2 separate regions of the Sus scrofa genome follow, and region 2 is linked to region 1. The links are chromatin contacts, called in public Hi-C maps. All regions are on one chromosome and are shown on one strand. Each heading gives the region's core, a stretch centred on a gene start, on an enhancer-like site or on the middle of the called end of the contact. The rest is flanking DNA. Distances are from core to core; before and after follow the strand shown.

Evidence for each region. Hi-C and Micro-C count contacts between places; a contact is called where the count stands out from the background.
Region 2: a contact with region 1 is called in a Hi-C map of liver, with 4 times the contacts expected there. The contact joins the promoter of ZNF79 here to the enhancer-like site in region 1. A contact is called at or near these places in 1 of 5 promoter capture datasets (liver) and 6 of 47 Hi-C or Micro-C datasets (fetal heart ventricle, fetal liver, liver and 1 more).

What each region holds. Positions count from the first base shown.
Region 1 is chr1:267,857,526-267,861,129 of Sscrofa11.1, reverse strand. All of the region lies in intron 6 of GARNL3 (GTPase-activating Rap/Ran-GAP domain-like protein 3), which reads right to left. Among named protein-coding and RNA genes, the nearest start is that of SLC2A8, 66 kb to the left of the region's middle. Within about 2 kb of position 1,464, at least 10 of the 83 cell types and tissues checked have an H3K27ac peak or open chromatin away from gene starts, as enhancers often do. A contact at or near this core is called in fetal liver and liver, where this site is marked.
Region 2 is chr1:267,940,468-267,943,686 of Sscrofa11.1, reverse strand. ZNF79 (zinc finger protein 79) reads right to left here and starts at 1,734. Exons shown (of 5, transcript XM_003480610.4): 1 at 1,279-1,734. The coding sequence starts at 1,291.

The sequences.
Region 1 (3,604 bases), core at 215-2,714:
ACCTTTTCAAATCATGGTTTTCTCCAGATATATGCCCAGGAGTGGGATTGCTGGATCATAGTCTGTATTTAGTTTTTCAAGGAGCCTCCACACTGTTCTCCATAGTGGCTGCATGAATCATTTCTTTAAATGCCTTTTTCTTTGGGTTTAGAAGAAACGCAGCCAGAGACGTGCAAGACATTTTCAAGCAGTAACTGAGCTATGTTACTGTCTAACAACAGATGTGTGCTCACGGCAGGAGTGAGGGAGGGCTGAGGAGCCCGTGTCCTTGGGTTTCCTGCAGCCTTCGGCACTGGTTTTGGGCCAACAGCGGAGCGACAACTGACCCCTTAGGCCAATGTTCTGCTTTGATGTGTTCAGCTCTTCACTGCCCTTCAGCTGGCAGCAAACACTTGCCCAGCCGTAGCACATAATCTAGGACCTAGAGAAGAGGCACTGGCACGTCTCAGTAGAAGGGGACTAGTGCTCCTTCTGCCCACCCCATGCTGCCTCCACGGTGGTCCTGGATCCAACTCCCACCTCCTTGACTTCTCTCCTACTATCCAAGGGTCATCCCCCCAGCACTCCTGTTTCTCTGGTATTTCTCGTGCCTTCTGTCTGGATGCCCCCTGCCCCTTTCTCCACTCTTTATGCGGCTAGTTCCCTTTCACCCCGAAGAACTCCTATTTTTCTTTTCTTTTTTTTTATTCTTTGGCCATCCTAGCAGCATGTGGAAGTTCCTGGGCCAGGGATTGAACCCATGCCACAGCAGCCACCCAAGCCACAGCAGTGATGTCTTTGCACCACCAGCGAACACTCTGCAGGTCTCTCTAAATGTCACCTCCTCAGGAAGCTGTCCCTGGACTATCTTACTGCGGCAGGTCTCCTGTGCTGTTCTGTCTTTGTTTCCTTCAGCGTGCTTATCACAATTTATAATGCAATATAGGTGCTATCTTTGGAAAGTAAAGTAAGCAAAAATTTCCCTTGCATTTGCTCCACTCTTCCTCCTCCAGTACCTGGTAACCCTCCTCGGTGAGGAGGTGAAGCAACTATTATTTCCTGAAGGGAGAAGATAGGACTGAGAAAATCTACTCCAGCAGGTAGCAGAAATGGGACACCGACCCTACCTTGGTGGAAGGAAGGAAGGAAAGGGAAGACAGGAAAGCTAAGGGGTTAGATGCTGGGGCCCTTGAGTCCTCCGAGGGTGCGACTTGATAGGGGTGGGGGTGGGGAAGCTGCAGGCACATCAAGGTAAGACCTGCAGGCATATGGACTAGAGGCTCACTTCCCAGGCAGGGCCTCCACAGGAATCCTGAAGTCCAGGTAGAACTTGTTTGGACACTTCGAGGGGCAGTAACTCGGAAGCTTCAAGCATGGTTGGTCAGCAAGATTAGACCTGAATGTCAGGCAATGCTCCCGCCTCCTCCTGTCTGACCCATTGCTGGCAGCTGATAAACCAGTGGGAAAGTACAGCGCTTCCAAGAGGCCCGGCAACCGGCAGAGACCTGGCACCAAGTCAGAGAGTTCACACTGCAGTGACCTCACGGCTGGGGCCATGGACTTCAGGCACAGGTGCTTTCCAATGCCCCCGCCCCCCAAAAGCCGCAGGACTCCAGTTACACCTAATGGTTCCTCCTCTGTGATAGACCAGAGAGAAGTCAGAGGGCCCATGTGGATCCCCAGTCCTCTTCTCCTGCCCCCGTAAGGTCTCATCAACACCCTCTTCATGCACCCGAAGAGTAACTTTAGGAGGAACAGACATCAGAGAGGCTGATTATTTGCCCCAAAGAGACAGAGTCATCCAAAGAGAATACGAGAGCCAGGAGAGACAGGAATACTGTAACAGGCGAACATAAAATAAGTAAGTTAAAAAAAAAAAGAAATGGAGGGAGCTGAAAACAATCTTCCTGGTGCAGAAGATAAGAGGCTTTGGATGAAGGCGCTATCACTTCTCAGTGGTGAATAAGGGGAAGGGACTCTCACGCCTGCACTCGGGGAAAACTGGCCCCCCTTCGCCAGCACTATCTTCTAACACCGAAGCGTAATCTCTGCTTCCAGAACAGCTATACTGCAGGCAAGACGGATCCTAACTGCAGTGGCATCGGGGTGGGGTGCCAGGGGGGCGGTTAGGGGTAAGGTCCAAACTTTTCTGTGGGAAATAATTCACGAGTAAGATCTAACTTTATTTTATAGCAGACTTTTACCTCAAACCTGCTTAAAGAAAGAAAATTTTTCTGAAACATAAGATAGCAGTTTATATAAATAGAGGTAGCAGAGTGCACTGGTTAAGCTGGACTTCAGTTCATTAATTATTAATCATTTAATTAATTCATTCAACAGATATTTATCGAGCTTCTTCTATGTGCCAGGCACTGGGCTGGCTGGTGGGGACACTGAGAATAAAGCAGTTATGTCCCCTATGTTCATGGAGCTCATGGTACAGGGAGAGGGACAGTGTGAGTCGAAGTACATATAGAGTTAATTATGCACAGTGGCGTCAGCTCAGCATGCAGTCTTGGGTTCTGCCTGATCTGCCACCTACTGGCATGTGGCCTTGGCCATGTCATTTAAGCTCCCTACACTGTAATAACACATGCCTTTGGACGACTTACCTGGCGTGCAGTAATGCTCAATAAATGTTTGATTTTATTGTTATTACTGTTACTAGTGTTAATTAACACAAAACGTTCCTAACCACCTGCAGGGGCTCCTGGAAATTTTTTCGGGGCCTTTTGAAGTTGCTCCGTTGTTGCTATATATGTGTGCATGCAGGCTAATGTGTATGTGCGTGTATAAAAAAAATTTCTGTTCTTTTAAGTGTCTGTATTATCTCCTTTCCAAAAAGATCTACAGAGGAATTTTGATATAGTATATGGCTGAGATAAAAATCAGCATACAATTATTTAAATAATTGGACTTTGACAAATGTACCCAACACAGGGGACCACTAAATAGCAGGATGAACATTTTCAAACTGTGGTCTGTTCTACTGCTTTTTATTACTTTATTTCTTGGCTGCGCCCATGGCGTGCAGTTCTCAGGCCAGGGATCAAACCTGAGCCACAGCAGTGACCATGCTGAATCCTTAACCATTAGGCCATCAGGGAGCCCCATTTTTTAGTGCTTGTTTAATTATACACTGTACTCACCAATTCAAGAATAAAATGTTTTATGGGTAAATTTTCAAGCAAGATCTTGGTTAGTGTAGTCTTGCTGGCACTCCTCACCCTGTGAGCCACAGTCCAGAACATTCTCCATTTTACAAAGAAGACTATAGAGGCTCAGAGGGCATGAGCAGTTTTCTCAAATGCATACAAAGTGAGGTTGTTACTGAGGTGATTTGATCCTAGTTGGTTTAACTCCAAACCCTTTGCTCTTTCCAGGGTCGATATTATCTCTAAAACAATGCTCTGAAAAGCACAAAAAAAAAAAAAAAAAAAAAAAAGAAGAGAAAAAGACACTAAAAAAGTAAAAGATGAAAGAGATCAAATACAAGAATTACTAGGAAAATTCAGATAACAGGAAAAGAAGTAACACTAAAGAACATAAAAAAAAAAAACCTTTCCTGAGCTAAAGACCCATGTCCTTGAGTTGAAAGGGCTCGCTTTCAGCCAGCTGCCCCCAA
Region 2 (3,219 bases), core at 485-2,984, 82 kb before region 1:
CAGGTTCGATCTCTGGCCTGGGAACTTCCACATGTCACTGGTATAGCCAAAAAGAAAAAAAAGAAAAAGACCTGCTGAATTGTATACTTTATTTTTTAATACCACACCCGGGGCACATGGAAGCTCCCAGGCCAGGGGTTGAACTGGAGCTGTAGCTGCTGGCCTACACCACAGCCAGGCCAAATCTGAGCCTCATCTGTGACCTAGGCCACAGTTTGGGGCAACAGCAGATCCTTAATCCACTGAGCAAGGTCAGGGATTGAACCTGTATCCTCATGGAGAGACACTGCGTCAGGTTCTTAACCCACTGAGCCACAACGGGAACTCCTGAATTGTATACTATAAAAGTGAACATTATGGATGTAAATTATATCTCAACTCAAAAAAATAGCAGAGGTAAAGCAGTCCTCAGAAATAGCTCAAAAAAAGTAAAGAGGTCCAAATACTGGTTTTAGTACAGACTTCATGTTACTGAGTTGTGTCTATCTGTACCTATCCACTGTGCTTATCTCCCTCTTTGGTAGTACGGGGAGACAGGTAACCCTCCTGCTTGTGTTCCCAGGTCTCTCAGGAAAGACAGCGTGAAATACTGGGTGTGAAATTGCACTGGAATGACAGAACAATTCAGGGACCCTTTGGTCTAGGGGAAGACGGCATTGCCTCAGTGGTTAAATTACATACACAACAGTTCTGTTCAGTAAAGCGTTCAAGGTGCTTTCAAAAATGTTATTTTATTTGATGCTTACAGTTCTTAGAGGTGAAGGAGGTAGTTAATGTTATTTTACCTTTTTCCTCCATGAAGAAACACAGGTCAAGAGACCCAGCTGATACCTTACAGCTTAAACAGGAATCCCAGCCTTCTGATTCTAAATACAGAGTATCCTCCACGGTTTCACAATCCAAATGGGTTGAACCCACCCTCAGTATCAGGTGAAGCCAATAGGCTCCCATTCCGAGCATCCCTGGCTACTTCAAGAGGGATGGAAATTCAGAAGCAATAGAGAGGCCCTGGGTACGTCCCATTGTCCTTCCTAGAGTCTATTTCTCTCTACTTTGCGATGCCATGGGTCCATCAACAGATCGGAGTAAAGGACAGGATACTCAGAGATGATCCAAGGCTGAGCTCCTCAAACTTTTTCGACCCTGGAATTCTTTATTCAAAAAAGGATCGTCCCCAACCACCTGTGGAAAGGATAACTACCAAGTTCTGATCCGGGCCACGCAGCTGTGTTAGTGGGCAAGCTGGAAGCCACAAACCGCTCCACCACTCCTTCTCACCTTCCTCCAGCATCTGGGTCCCACCTCGCGCCACCGCCTCCCAGCAGTTCTCTGAGCGTCAGCGTCGCTTCACTGCAGCCCCAACCCCGCTCTGGGCTCTTCTCTCAGGCTTCTCCCCTCACAGGCCAGGTCTGAGCCTGTGATGCTGAGCAAGGTCGGACCTTTCCAGCCGGGTCTCTCACTGTCGACTGGATCTCAAGCACATCACAGCATGAAAAAGCTGCCGCTGGGTACGCGCGAGAGAGTGCCCCCGGCTTCAGCGCGCTCAGAAAACTGCGGTCGCGGGCCTGGCTCTCGCGCCAAAGGGGGCGCGCTTGAATAGCGCCACTTCCGGTCATGCGCATAGGCCTCCCTGCCCCACCGGACTTCATTTCCCAGGAATCTCTGGGTTCCGTTTTTGGCCAAAACGTTTTTTTTTCCTCTCTCGGTTCCCGCACACCATCGTGCACCGTATTTCCCAGAGAGGCTTCCGCCTGTTCTTACTCCCAGACTCTATTTCCCATCATACTTTGGTCCACATGCCTTTCGGGTCCACTGAACCAATGGTCGGGGTCCTCTGAAACAACACGCGAATTAGCCGCGAAGGATCCTGGGAGCGGTGCTTTTAGCGCAGGCGCAGACAGACGCTAGCGCTAGTCGCCTGACTTTCCCTCAGTGATTTGTGGTCCGCGGAGCTGTGGCTTGCTGAGGTTCTCTCCCTTGTTCTTCAGCTCAGGGCTCAAACCCAGCCACCTCCCCACCTCCACGGTCCTCTTGATCCCCGCTGAGAGTTTAGGACGAGTAAAGGAAGTGGGGGCCCCTTGGTGTGAAGCAGTCTTGGAATGCTCAAAGTATAAAAACCTATCAGCAGGAAGGAGCTGTCTTCAGTAATTTCAGGGGCAGAAACACACTTTAATAGTGTTCGATCAGAACTCTTGCGAGAGGAGATAACGAATATTCTGTCTTTGGAGGCTTCTTTCCTGCACCAGGGGATATTTTAGTGGACTTCCTCAGATCATTGATGAAATTGCCCCATAAGCCTGTTGACAGTTCTTCACTAATCAATGTTCTGAAGACCGGTTTAGTTTTTTAGAGGCATTTTGACGTTAAGGAGATAAGAATGTGTTACCTGGGAAGCAGAAATGAGTTTGGGGGCCCTAGGCCTCGTCTTTTTGTACTGCCTCTGTCCTTTTCAGTTAGAGCTGGTAGTGTTTTTGCCAATATAATTGTAGGTTTGTGGGTAGGTCTTCTATGAATCTTAGGGGGATTCACCCCATTAGGCAGGCCGCACCCACAGATCTGTTTGGGATAAGCCCTTCTCTACTTTGGGCTTGTGTAATTTGGGGCTTACAACTTTAGAGGTCAGAAATCTGAGATGGATGTCATTGGGCTAAAATCAAGGTGTGTGCTGGGCTACCTTCCTCCTAGAGGGAGAATCTGTTTCCTTGCTTTTTCCAGCTTCTGGAGGCTTCCTGCATTCCTTAGTTAGAGGCCTCTTCCAGCTGTGTTCTGCCCGCACCCCAGGCCCAGCAGGTGCTAAGCGCATAGTGACCATTAGGAGGTACCAGGGGAGTTTCCCGCCTTAGTCTTGTGAACCCACCCATTGCCACTGGGAGGCAGCAGAGAGATTCATGCTTCAGCTGATGCAATTCTCCCTCATGGACACTAGGTGGCGTTAGGAAATGCCTTGCCTCAAGTTCTCAGAAGCCAGGATTCTCCTGGACGTTAGCTGTTCTTGGGAGTGGAAGATAGGGTGGATGTCGGCCGGCAGGGCACATTTTTATCCTCGGCTGGGTAAAGCACAGTTTCTGCTGCACCGGTCCTCTGGGAATGTTTCATCCTGCCCCACTTCGTCCTACGCCTGATGGTGGCCGGCGGGGCTTCTAGGGTAAATACGGGACTGCCAGATGGGGCTGGCTCTTGGTCGCTGAAGCATCTGTTGCTCTGATGGGAAGCCCCCAC